Regions from separate parts of the Zea mays genome. Here regions 1, 3 and 4 are each linked to region 2. Evidence: chromatin contacts called from public Hi-C data. All regions are on one chromosome and are shown on one strand. The core of a region is the stretch at or near the end of the contact, and the rest is flanking DNA. Distances in the headings are between cores, read along the strand shown. Region 1 holds the start of LOC100286188. Region 2 holds the start of LOC100282561. Region 3 has its middle 45 kb from the start of LOC100272282. Region 4 holds the start of LOC100272282.

The links. A called contact is a pair of places that touch in the nucleus more often than the background predicts.
Region 1: a Hi-C map of leaf shows a contact between it and region 2, with 4 times the contacts expected there. The contact joins the promoter of LOC100286188 here to the promoter of LOC100282561 in region 2. A contact is called at or near these places in 4 of 25 Hi-C or Micro-C datasets (bundle sheath, ear and leaf).
Region 3: a Hi-C map of tassel shows a contact between it and region 2, with 5 times the contacts expected there. The contact joins the enhancer-like site here to the promoter of LOC100282561 in region 2. A contact is called at or near these places in 2 of 25 Hi-C or Micro-C datasets (leaf and tassel).
Region 4: a Hi-C map of ear shows a contact between it and region 2, with 2.4 times the contacts expected there. The contact joins the promoter of LOC100272282 here to the promoter of LOC100282561 in region 2. A contact is called at or near these places in 3 of 25 Hi-C or Micro-C datasets (ear, endosperm and tassel).

The regions. Positions count from the first base shown.
Region 1 is chr1:216,881,573-216,884,877 of Zm-B73-REFERENCE-NAM-5.0, reverse strand. It overlaps LOC100286188, which reads left to right and starts at 1,295. Exons shown (of 2, transcript NM_001159076.1): 1 at 1,295-1,786; 2 at 1,879-2,294. The coding sequence starts at 1,424. The coding sequence ends at 2,061.
Region 2 is chr1:216,744,827-216,748,158 of Zm-B73-REFERENCE-NAM-5.0, reverse strand. It overlaps LOC100282561, which reads right to left and starts at 1,819. Exons shown (of 4, transcript NM_001155469.1): 1 at 1,571-1,819; 2 at 205-333. The coding sequence starts at 312.
Region 3 is chr1:216,544,757-216,547,844 of Zm-B73-REFERENCE-NAM-5.0, reverse strand. No RefSeq gene overlaps it. Among protein-coding and RNA genes, the nearest start is that of LOC100272282, 45 kb to the right of the region's middle. Within about 2 kb of position 1,379, at least 20 of the 20 cell types and tissues checked have an H3K27ac peak or open chromatin away from gene starts, as enhancers often do. A contact at or near this core is called in leaf and tassel, where this site is marked.
Region 4 is chr1:216,499,675-216,503,120 of Zm-B73-REFERENCE-NAM-5.0, reverse strand. It overlaps LOC100272282, which reads left to right and starts at 2,001. Exons shown (of 1, transcript NM_001146769.1): 1 at 2,001-3,279. The coding sequence starts at 2,279. The coding sequence ends at 3,139.

The sequences.
Region 1 (3,305 bases), core at 46-2,545, 140 kb before region 2:
GAACCGCCATCGCGGCGTCGCCCACCGAGACCACCCTCGCCTCTCCGCCACTGCCACTGCCACTGCCACTCCGAGCCATCATCGTCACCACGATCGCCACCATTAGAGGTTCCCCCACTGCCTGTTTAATTGTAATTTTTTGTTTTGAACTTTTTAAAGCACATGCTATATGATGAGTAATCTAGTGGATGAATCACAATACGTTATATTGCATATTTTTAGTATTAGGTGTGGGATACGTAGTTTGTTAGAAATGTATTGCCATAGTATATGTACATTTTTTGTGATTGTCGGTCATTACGTCGTTAATAAATGTGTGGATGTCAGCCATCGTGCTGTTAGTTTTCTTTGCAAGTTTTGGAAACCTTCCCGCGCGGGGAGGTGCTATGGAAATTTTTTGTTGACAGGCTTGTGTTTATTATTTTTGCAGAGGTCTTCCTAGCCGATGTAGGTCGGCCTGCACCGCGTCACGTCGCCACTGCACCGATCCGCCATAGCCCCGCTAGCCTGACTCCAACGATACCCTAGTTATAACATCTACTTTTGCATCATGGTCGTAGATCACATAAGAGATACAATGTAGATACACAGATCTTTGCATATATATAAATGTATCTGTTTCGAATTGTCCAATTTTTTGAATAGCATGTGGTTTATAGATAGGGTTAGTTTCCATGCTCTACTATGATTGTATTGATAACAGATAAAGAGGACAAAGTGTTCTGGCGGTAAATAAGGCCAGTTTTACTGAGTTCTGTCCTTTATGATGCATTAGCTATTTGATGATTTATCAGGTTAATTTAAAAGATATAAAAAATTTTATTTGGATAAAACCTATTATCATAAAAGCTAATGTGACACTTTTATTATTCGATTTTTAAGGTGGTGTTCTTAGTTTTGTTGGTGTCCTCATTTTTATAATTAGTTATGTTTTTTCTTATTATAGATCAGAAGAGTAAAACTGAGCAAAAAAAATATGACTAAGAGTAAAAACGAGGAACGTGATAAAACTAAAGGTTTTGTGTTACGAAAGTCACCGATAAAAAAAAAAGACTCGAGGCACCTCTCGATAAGTGATTGGAGATCCCTTCATCCGGCCCTTCTCCATTCACCTACAACTTTCCTCCTACAGCACGACGGTTCGCATCGCAGCCCACTGGGCCACGGGCCACGACACTTGCAAAATGAAAACCCGGCCCACATAGTCCGAAATTGAAAACCACAGCCGCGACGCCGACGCGCACCGAACAACAGCTCCGAGAACGTATCGCCCACAATCCTCCACGTCTACCGCAATCTGTCACTATAGCCTGCGCATTCGCATCCGGGCATCCGGCATCCCACCCCACCCACCTCCTTCCTCTTCCCGCCCGCTAAAACCCACGCCACCGCCGCGCGCCGCCGGCAGCGCAAGGGACGCACGATGGCCATGCAGGTGGTGCGCAACCTCGACCTGGAGCGGTACGCGGGGCGGTGGTACGAGATCGCGTGCTTCCCGTCCCGGTTCCAGCCCAAGACGGGCACCAACACGCGCGCCACCTACACGCTGAACCCGGACGGCACTGTGAAGGTGGTGAACGAGACGTGGGCCGACGGGCGCCGCGGCCACATCGAGGGCACGGCCTGGCGCGCCGACCCTGCCAGCGACGAGGCCAAGCTCAAGGTTCGCTTCTACGTGCCGCCCTTCCTCCCCCTCATCCCCGTCACCGGCGACTACTGGGTGCTCCACATCGACGCCGACTACCAGTACGCGCTCGTCGGGCAGCCCTCCAGGAACTACCTCTGGGTGCGTGCGAATTCCTCTCTGGCCTCCGTCCGTCTATCCCTCGCCGAATCGTGCCTGTCTGCCTACCAATCCCCCTGTGTTTGTGTGTGCAGATCCTTTGCAGGCAGCCTCACATGGACGAGTCCGTGTACAAGGAACTGGTGGAGCGTGCCAAGGAGGAAGGGTACGACGTGTCGAAGCTCCGCAAGACGGCGCACCCTGACCCGCCGCCGGAGAGCGAGCAGAGCCCCAGGGACGGCGGGATGTGGTGGGTCAAGTCCATCTTTGGCAAGTAGCCTTGTGGTGGTGGGTGGCAGCGCGGGTGCTGCCGTGCCGAGCAGGCGAGCGCACGCAAGAGATGCCTGTGACCGTCGGTTCCGCGTGTACATTCAGCACTAGCTGGGGATTAAGTTGGTTCGTTGTTGCTGTCGCGATCTGCAAATGGCGAAAAGTGTGCTTGTTTCTTGCCCGTCTGTATTGTATCGAACTTTGAGCGAATGTTTCAGTTTGCTGCATCATTTGTTTGTCATGTGCTGAATTCCCTGCTTGACCGAGTTCGTAGGCAATCCTCCATGTCGTTCTGTTCAGTTGTGGTTAACGCAGCGTGGAAGGAAACTGAAGTTTTACGGAGACGGACACAATTGCCGGCTTTCTCCGCGGTGCCGCTTGGTGGCAGCGGCCAGCGGGCAGGGAGCGTGGCACGGCGTGCTCAGCGCGAGCCGAGAAGCCGGGACCGCCGAGGGCGCACGCGACGTGTGAGGGGCACTCCATGACATTCAACAATTCGGTATCCAAATTCCCGAGGGCGCACGCGACGTGTGAGGGGCAGCTCCATGACATTCAACAATTCGGTATCAAAATTCTTATTCACATAGGTACGTGCCCGTGCGTTGCAACGACATTCAGAATATTTGGCAAAATATTAGTGCACAACAATTATATAGTATTGTAATGTGATACTTCTAGGAGATAATTCAAAACCTTGGATAACTTAAGGCCAATAAATAAGTCAAAGGAATAACAAATAAGTTGGAAAATTTGGAAAGTCAAAGTACTCCACATACATGGTAAAAGAATGTTTAATGTAACGGTGAAAGCTACTTCATCTTCTGGAAATGTATGATGCCCCAATAAACTTTGGAATATAAGAGATTTGCACAACGTCAGCATCCTAAAAATTACACCACAAAACACATGCAAAGAAGCAAATGAGCTAAAATCTAGAATTGATCAACTAAAAATCATGGCTCAGAATAAATTAAAGACAATTACTGCTGGTGCTGGGAAGAATGTGTTTACGTGCTACAAGGGGAAGAAATGCTTAGTTAAGGTATGTCACTATATGCAAGTATATGCTCAGGATGGACAACCAGTGTTTCCTTATTTCCTGCATAGTTTAGGGCCACACATTTCAATTATAGCGGATAGTGTTTATGGCGATAATCCAATGATACACATATAAAATAGATAATACCTTTGATTTGACAACGCCCAAGGTCCCATAAGTATCTCTAACATTGTCAATACAATTTAGAGCAAC
Region 2 (3,332 bases), core at 570-3,069:
GTGTGAGGTTGAATATGATTACTAATCTACACTTGGTGCTCCACGTAAAGGCATTTTTCCAACTACATGGTGTGATATTGATAACATATCAAATTTAACAAAACCAAAGACAAGCAACAGAGCAGTACATAATTCTGTACCTAAAAACTAAACGCCTTTGCACAAACACCATCAGATAGATTTAGGTTTGGGCCGCTTGCTTACCCGAGCAATGACATCGGCATCCACAACGGGGACACCAGAGTCCCTAAAGAGGTTAGAGACAGTGCTCTTCCCAGATGCGATGCCACCCGTCAAACCCACCAGCCTCATCTTCTCGCTTGCCCCTTATTTCTGTACAAAAGCACAGTAAACCTTAGGCCACAGTAGCATATCTCCACTTTTAAGCCTGCTAATAGTCTAAAAAATAGGCCAAATCCACACCGCACTGTTCTATTCATGCACAAAGACCAAACCAATCCAACCCACCAGTCTAGATTTCAAAACCAAACCAATTGCAAGCATCAGCAGTTTCAACCCAAACAATAGAAATGGTTTCCTGTTAATAGATTCAATGAATCCCTAGACTCTGGTTCTGGACAATACTTCATGAAATTGTCTAGAAATAAGAACAAAACTATTAAAAATCACAAGAACGTTTGTCTCAAAGAATTATACATTTAAAACAACAAAAAGATTATGAATGTTGTTGAGTAAATCAACACAATAAAAAAATGAATGTTGAGGAGAAAATCTAGGAAACAGAATGTTGAGGAGAAAATCTAGGAAACAGAATGTTGAGGTTGGAAGAAGATTGTAAAAGCCTTTGGGAATGATATTTTGCTGGAAAGTGGAGAAATTAACAGAGCTCTATTGGGACAAATCGTATTTTCTGACCCACCAAAACGTCAACTTCTAAACCGGTACTGATTTCACTATTATTTTGTCATCTTTGGATCTCTTTTATATGGATGCAGTTGTAGTAGTCAATTGTCTATTACTCTTATATACAATGCAAAATGCATAGTGCAAACTGATCGCTAAAAAAATGGTTACCTTGCTTCCATCAAGGACGATTATCATTCTTTCTGTAGATGGTAGAAATGCTTTTTTGGTTTTCGTTGTACTATGCTGAACTATGTTGAGCTTTATTTTTGATATAGGTATTTGGTTTCAGAAATGGCTTGGTCTACATTTCAGGCCTCTTTGGGACAGCTCCACCGCTAAAAAATGAATCTGGATCTAGGATTCAACACAAAGCAACTCCACCAGTGAATCTGGGATCTAGTAGGGAACTGTTCAGATAACACAATAAATCTAGATCCACACAAGAGTATTTTGATTGGAATGGCTAGATCTACCTTTAGCATATGTTCCACCTGTTAATGTTGGGAAAAAGCTTTTCAAAATTTCCCCCTCCTGCTAGTTCTGCGCGGCACACGTGAACGGTGGCTCAACCACGCTCGAGTGACTGGCCATGTGTGGCTAGGGGAGTACACTCGGGTTCACCCAAATTTCGGGTTGAGCAATTAGAAACTCGGGTTTCTAGAGAAAATAACGCATGAAAATAACACGAAACTTCAAGGTATACCCGGAATGTTGGAACAGCTCACGGCTCACAGCTCATCGCCACGTCGAGGGTAGGGAAGATGGCGGAGGAGGGACGCCAGTCGCCGGATCTGGACGGAGAAGGGAGAGGAAGCAGCGGCCGCCCGCCGCCGTCAGTTTCAGATGGTGTGGCGGCGTCCGGCAGGACTCGTTCCTCTGGGGCTCGAGCTCGATTGCTCGAACTTGGGAATGCCTCTAGGGTTCTGCGTGCGTGGTGTGCCTGGTCCCGGTCCGGTCCGGTCCGGCGCGTGCTCCGTGCAATAAGGCCTCTGCTTCTGCTCGAGCTGGACTGGGCCACGCTCGGGTTTTAGAAGATGTCGCGTCAGTGTTGGGCCAACGGGAGTCAAGGCCTTGGGCTGCGCGTGTGTGCTGGGCTGGAATATTTTAAGCTGACTAGCTGTACTTATTTATTTTAAAAATACATTCTGTAATGTGTGTAACCATGTTTCTTACATATTATTAATTTTATCAGTTTATTTGTATATATATTGTTTAAAACTAAAAAGTCTGACTTCTGGATTAGTGAGATTTGCATTTTTTCTGGGACAAAGAGATTATTTCAAGAGAGAGAAGAAGAACCTTTTAAACAGTCAGCAGTTATTAGTGCTAAAAAAGTCGTTTCAAACAAGTTCTTAAAAATACTTAAGTAGACCCATAAAATATTATCTATTATCTATACTACTTATTAAGGCTGCAATAGCAATCTACATCTGACATGTTCTGCCATCAGCTGTGTTCTGCCACTGAACCGTGGTAGCCACCGGGCGTTACACACGTGAGTTTATTTATAAAGTGAATGCAGTTGACAAACCTCTATATTCTAAAACCTATGCTCCCATTCAGCTTTTGTGTCCTGTCCTACGAGTCACACGAGTCAAAACGTGGTAAAAGTTTTAAGAAAGTCTATGGTTCATTGGTTCCAAGAGCCAATTACATCTAACTGTGATGTTATAGGTGTTATGTTATCATATTGCTTGAAAGTGACACCTCTACAAATGATTAACCTAGATAACATAATAAAACTTGATCATGATACTTCAAGTCAACTTGATAGATTTGATCATGTATTAAAAGCTAGGAATGACTATGCCAAGTACATAATATTTTGGATCAATGCCTATCAACTTTATCTAACCATTTTGGATATGTTGGAGCCTAATAGTTTTGGCTTCGCTAAATATATTTTGTCTTATCTTAGTACTTGTTGTATGGAAAAATTCTATTTTTTGTGTGATGTTCTCATGGAATAACTTTGCAGATTGTGCATTTGCATAGGTTGTGGATAAACTTCAAAAAGTTATAGTACAATCAATGTTGACCAAGCCATTCTAAAAAAGTGATTTTGAATATGCTAAGTTATTCCATGTTTTTTAGTATATTGTACTATTCATGAAGGTGCTAGACTGACAAGGATTGATCTTACTTTCAGGTTCCATCAAAAGTTATTGGTGCTGTTTTAGCAAGTCAACTAGGAAAAGAATAGGTACATTAAATTACTTCCTTTCCTTCTATTGTGTGAGTGATTTCATCAATTGGATGTCTTGCTATTTAACCTTTTGCCTAAACTGTGGATTTATATAACATACAATACTATTTTCAGTTTTAGATTGATAGAATTGACTTTCAAGAAACACCTCTTTAACACATTTTACTTATATTTCCTATATTTATTTATTATATTATTATGTTTTCTCTAGGAAATGTGTGGTTTTGACGAAGAAGCGAAGTCATATAAGGATCCTAGT
Region 3 (3,088 bases), core at 130-2,629, 200 kb after region 2:
GTTAATATTAGTCATGTTAATGTTTATTATAAAGCGCAAGTTGAGCACTATACATTTAATCTAATTAGAATATTAGTCTAATAAATATTAGTCGAGCCAACCTTAAGTTAATTATCTAAAATATGCGACCTGACGAATTAACATTATTAATATGTGTTTATAAGCGAAAACAATTTATTATCACGCGCAAACGCTGCGCGATACACGTGATCGACACGCGAGATACGCGCTAACTACGAGCAATAATGCGAGCGACACATGTAAATGACACACGTGACGCACGCAAACGATACACGCGAACGTCACGAGACAACACACGAATAACACACGAACCAGACGCACGAACAACATGACGACGACGAGATCCACACGTGCGAACGACGCGCGTGAACAACGCGCGAGTCAACGCGACTACACGTGATGACACGCGACACTGTGCGAAACAACGCGCGGACGACATGGGAAACAACGCGCACGACAGCATGTGAGTCAACGTGACTACGCGTGAACTGCACGATGACGTGCAAATGATGCCATGCACGAACAACAACCAACAAATAATTAATTAAAAGTATTTAAGCTGGTATTAATCAAGTTAATTAGCATTTATATTTTTAAAAGCACGAGTTAAAACTATAGACTCATTCTAATTAAATTGTTATTTTTAATAACCCTCGAACAAACCAATAATTAATTATTCAACTAAAACATGTGTGGTGGCAACATAATAATTTTAACATGTGCACAAGATCATTACACGGACTTGTGCATAATTAAATGCAGACTTCAGGGTGTAGCAAATTATTTCTGCGAAACTCATCAACCTGGATGTTTATTACCTATATCGTCGAGGGCGTTTTCGCAAAACAAACTTTCTTCTTCCTCAGAACAACACACAGAGGGGGCCTCGGCTGCGCGTGGGAGGGAGAGAATAGGGGGCCGGCTCGGACGGCCTGGCAGGCTCGGCCTCACGCTGTCGGCCGGCTGGCTACTGTGCCTGGCCGGCAAGGCTGGCCGCGCGCAGGGGCACGCTGCGCAAGGGGCAGGTTGTAGGTGCGAGTGGAGAGAGAAGGGAGAGGAAGGGAGAGGGGGTCACCTCGTTGTGCTCGGATGGCGATGCTGCGGCAACGGCGGACGGAGGAGATGGGCGGCGCGGCACCGGCGGACGGCGCGATGGCGGTCCCTGGCACTGGACGGTTTCTTCTTCGTCGGCGTCTAGGAACGGCCGTGCGCAGGATGGGCGTCACACGCACGCACGCATGCGAGGCGATATGTGCGGCTTGGCAGTTTCTGCTTGTACGTGATGTATAGGGCGACTGCAGTCAGGTGGGGATGGGCCGAATGGGCCTGGTGGCCTGGGCAGGGCGCCTGCACACTGGGCCGCAGGTGGGCCACGCGCGTGGCTGGCGCGGGAGTGCTGGGCCACGGGGGAGCGTGGGAGCTAGGTGGGCCGACCGAAAGCTGGGCCGCGGGGGCGCGCTGGCTGGGGGATTAGGTTGAGATGGGCTAAGGCGGCTGGCGACCCAGGAGTGAAGAGAGGTGGTGCGTAGAGATGGCAATGGGTAAATACCCACCGGGTATTACTACCCCATACCCATACCCACGACATAAAAATAACCCCATCGGGTCACCCATATACACTAGCGGGTATGGATTTACCCCCATACCCATACCCATGTGGGTATGGGTCACCCATCGGGTCACCCGTACCCACAAAAGCTAAACATCTATCAAAATATTATATGATACAAATGTCAAGTATATGCATCTAAATACCATTACAAAATTTCTAGCATCATTTAACCATCCATTCAACACCAAAGATAATTGGATAAAGTAGTAACACTAGGATAGTACTACATAGCACATTACATGTTCCATTACATGGTCATGCTTGGGACAAAAAAGCTTTGTTGTTGTTATTGTTGTAAGCCTTCTATGATATTATGGCCTAAAAGGTTGTTAAATAGTAAAAAAGATGGATGACTAAAGTCAAAGTTCATGCTTGGGCTAAGTTTATATTGGGTATTTTATACCCACGGGATAACGGGTATGGGTAAAGGCGGAACGTTCTAATACCCGTTTACCCATTGGGTGAAGATTTTTGCCCAATAACAGACCCACGGGTAGAATATTTAGCCCACATACATGCCCTAATGGAGTAAATACCCATCGGGTATCGGGTCGCGGGTACCCATTGCCATCTCTAGTGCGAAACACTCGTGGGCCGCACGCCGAAGCGAGCCCAAGGTGAGGGCTAGCCGGATGGGCCCCGAGGCCAAGAGGGGGGAGAGGCGCGTGGGTCAGGGTGAGCGAGCTGGGCCATGGGCGTGGGAGGCGAGCTGGGCCAGACGGGAGGGGAAGGGAGGAATGGGCCCTTCTTCTTTTCTCTCCTATTTTCTTTATCTTCTCTTTTCTATTCTCACTACCAATTCAAATCAAATTCCTTATTAAATGCATGCTCCACAAGATCACCCGTTAAACAAAATAAAAAATGTTCCGGCATGATGCAACAATCAAAGCACCTCTAGGGTTTTATTTTACTAGGCTTACATGGATATAAAACAAAATAATTCTCCATCATTTAGGAAAAAGAGAAGGAAAGCAAAAAAATAAAAGAGTAACACCTGAATTTGGTGGATATTAGGAAAGAAATTTTATACCCCAGATTTAAGGTGTTACATTTTTCTGCAACCCACCTGAAAGTGTGATAGAATGTTTATATGCAAGCTTATAATAATACAATGTTTTTTTGAAACTTGACATTATCCATGGTGGATCACTTTTCCTTTATGCCAAGAAATTGTAGTTTGACTTTGGAGATTTGTGCAATATTGTGTAAAGATTTGCTCACATTCCTTTTTGTGGGATGTGATGGTTAAAAGATAAAGAAAATAAGGATATGTGCCGATAGGCCACTACAGTAGCTAGATCTGGCAATCAACACCGACTTGATTGAATGTAGAAAAAATCTTGCATTTTTCAGCGACCATTTGAGATTGAGATTTGACCACGCCAAGGGATCCATCGGGTGTCAACCAGCTCCGACACCAGCCGGCCTGCAATGATCGACCTCACATGATCGACT
Region 4 (3,446 bases), core at 752-3,251, 250 kb after region 2:
ATTCCATTATGTATTACTTTTGTTTGCATTTCCCCACACCTTCACATTAACATTTTGAAGAAGTGTTAAGCTTAGGACGAAGGTCCCCATTCCTAACTTGTGTTACCTTCATTTTCAACGCCTCTAGGGAATTGAAATCAAGTATCTAACACGACTATCTTTGAGCATGCCAAAGACCCCGTCACGACTGCTGATCTCCTTTAGCAGGGGTTGGCTGCCTTCTTGTGTGGACAGCTCCCCTCATGCAAATCTAGAGTTGGCCTCCCTCCAAAACATGCTCACTGAGATTCAGCTCAATGTCTCCCCTAGCGAATGCCACTGCTTTGCTGCTAATCACTCTGGATGCCTTCACACCAAGGACCTTTACTCCTGGCTGTCGCATGGGCCTTGTGAGACCTCGCCCATGTCTAGCTTCATCTGCTGGCCTCATAGGACAAACTCCAGACTTGGGCTAACCTACATAGGAAAGGAACTATCTCTGATGACACCTGTGAAATTTGCTCTACTGACCCAGAAACAACATCACATATTCTTCTTCACTTCTCCTTTGCACGAGATTTTTAGAACACCCTGGGAATCCATGTTGGCGAGGGATTTAGCTACTCCAGCATGCACCAATTTCCACGACCCCCTGGCCTTCTCCAAGCTGCCTTCCCCACCTTCAATGTGCTTTGCTGCTGGCACTTGTGGAAGCGACGCAACAACTACGTCTTCAGACAAGAATCCTCCTCTGGTTGTTGTAATCCAGCGTGTATTGCAGATGTCCACTTGTGAGCTTGTAGATTGAAACATTCTGAATCCATCCAGGCTGCCCGGCATGGATGCCTCTCCCACGTACTCTCATGCTTGTAATCTCTATGCCTTCTAGGGTTGTTCCTCTATGCTTCTAGAGCCTAATATATCAAGTGAGACTTTTGCCCCGTCAAGAAAATAATAAAAAGTTAGGATGGTGTTGGCACCTTTTTGGGGCCAATCACTCAACAAGAACCAGTGGCGGTGCTCTCTGGTCAGGCGCGGACGGTCCACGGCACAGGGCCGGATAGTCCGCGACCTGGCGCGAGGCTAGGGTTCCCTGCCTGACGGCCGGACGGTCCGCGCCCTAGGGTCGGATGGTCCACGACCTGGCGACAGGGTCGTCTTCCTCCTCCTTGCTGGAATCTAGATCTCGTCCCCTAGGGGGAAAAGATCTTAAGGTGCTCTAGGTCGATAGGTCACCCAGGGCATCCCCAAACGACGTGGAGTCGTCTAGTAATTAAGAGATCAGTTCGAGGAGGAGGTCTTAGATGGACAACTAGATCTTGCCCCCCGGGAGGGGTGAGATCCTAGGGTCATCTTGGGATCGGCAGACCACCCAAGACGGATCTAGACGACGTAGAGTCAAATAGGGGTGGAGGTGGATATGTGGAAGACTACAACTAGAACTATGCTACATCTACTCTTAGGGCAGGAAAAGTAAATAAAGTAATTGGTTCGATTGGAATGTGTTCGGGGGTTCTCAATCGGTCGTAACCCTTTATATTTATAGGGGAGGAGGTCTGGACCCTTTTCTAAGAGATAGCCAACAAACTCCCACGTGATTAGATAGATAACCATGTACGAGATAAGGATAAACATCCGAGTTAATCTAATCTCGGGACACGCGGATCGTCCGGGCCCAAGGGCCGGACCGTCCGCTCATTTTGGTGTCCAGATGGTTTATAATTTTTGTCATTCTTATAGTTTGTTTGGTAACTAGTGGTTTATTTTGATTATTAATAGTATATTATAGGAGGGGACATAAGCAACGCTAAATGGGAGTGGAACGATGGAATTATGACCTGACCGAGCCGACATCGAACCCAAATGGCAGATGTGGACACCTTAGAGCTTGGCTCGGGTTCGTGTTCGGCTCGAGCCTGGACAGAGGGTGGCTCGAGCTCGGCTCGTTGAGAGCCGTAGCCCAGCACGCCGCCTCCGCTTTCCCCTCGCCTTCTTCTCCAGGATTCCGACCCACCAGATCCGCCCCCGTTTTCTCGCCTCGCGGTCTCGCCCCTCGCACCCGCCCCTCAGCTCCCATGGGCTCTCGCCGTCGCTGACACTGGGGCCCAACGCTCTCCCCCGCGTCCGCGCCCGCCTCCTCCCCCTCACCCTCCTCCTCCTCTTGTTGCCTCCACTGACTCTAGCCGACCGCCCCCGCCCACCGACATCGGAAGCCCTAGCTGCTGCAGGAACTGCCCTGCCGGCCCGCCGCTCCTCCGCTCGAAGCGTCTCCGGTTTCTTGGATGCACCGGCTGCTCCGATGGCTGCCCTTCCGCCCGCCGCAGAGGACCCCGACGCCGTGGAGATCCGTGAAGTTTGGGCGAGCAACCTGGAGGAGGAGTTCGCAGTGATCCGCGCCGTCGTCGACGTGTACCCGTACGTGGCCATGGACACGGAGTTTCCCGGCTTCGTGGTGACGCCGAGCGCCGAGTACCGGTTCACCTGCGACCGCAACTACGCCGCCCTCGAGGGCAACGTCAACGTGCTCAAGCTCATCCAGCTTGGCCTCACCCTCTCCAACGGGGCAGGCGCGCTCCCGCCGTGCGGCACGGGTGGGAGGCGCTGCATCTGGCAGTTTAACTTCCGGGGCTTCGACCCGCACACCGACCCTTCTAGCAGCGACTCCATCGATCTGCTCCGCCGCAGCGGCATCGACTTCGACCTCTTTGCGGCTGAGGGGGTCGATTCCACCCGCTTCGCCGAGCTGATGATGTCGTCCGGAGTCGTGCTGAACGACGATGTCCAGTGGGTGACCTTCCACAGTGGCCACGACTTCGGCTACCTCCTCAAGCTGCTCACCGGACGGGAAATGCCCAACACCTTGGATGAGTTCCTGAAACTCACCAAGACCTTCTTTCCGGTGATGTACGACATCAAGCATCTCATGAAGTTCTGTGGCGGTGGCCTATATGGCGGGCTGAGCAAGCTTGGGGAGCTGCTCAAGATTGAGCGTGTTGGGATCAGCCACCAGGCTGGATCTGATTCGCTGCTGACCCTGCAGTGCTTCATGAAGCTCAAGCAGTTGTATTTAAAGGAGTCTGTTAAGTTGTATGATGGTGTGTTGTTTGGGCTTATTCCTGGGGAAGTGGAGATCAAACCTGTTGCTCCACCCATTGAATGAGTTATGGTAGTTCAATAACAAGATTCTGAATGATAAAAATGGAGAACAGAGCCTACCATCAGTGAATATATAGCTGATCTGATGATTTCTGGTGCTTGTTATGATATGCCTTCTCTCCTGGTTAATTCTCCCCATTAACCACTTGAATGTGTGTTTCTTTGTGTTTTGTGCTCATATTGCTAGGTTACCTAATAGTTAACATCAACATTTGTTTGAAATCAAGTAGCAAATGCTGCTGTATCAAGCCCCTGAAAGTTTCTACATCTTCTGTATTTGTCAGTGAGTTAGCTTGCTTGTATTTGTCAGT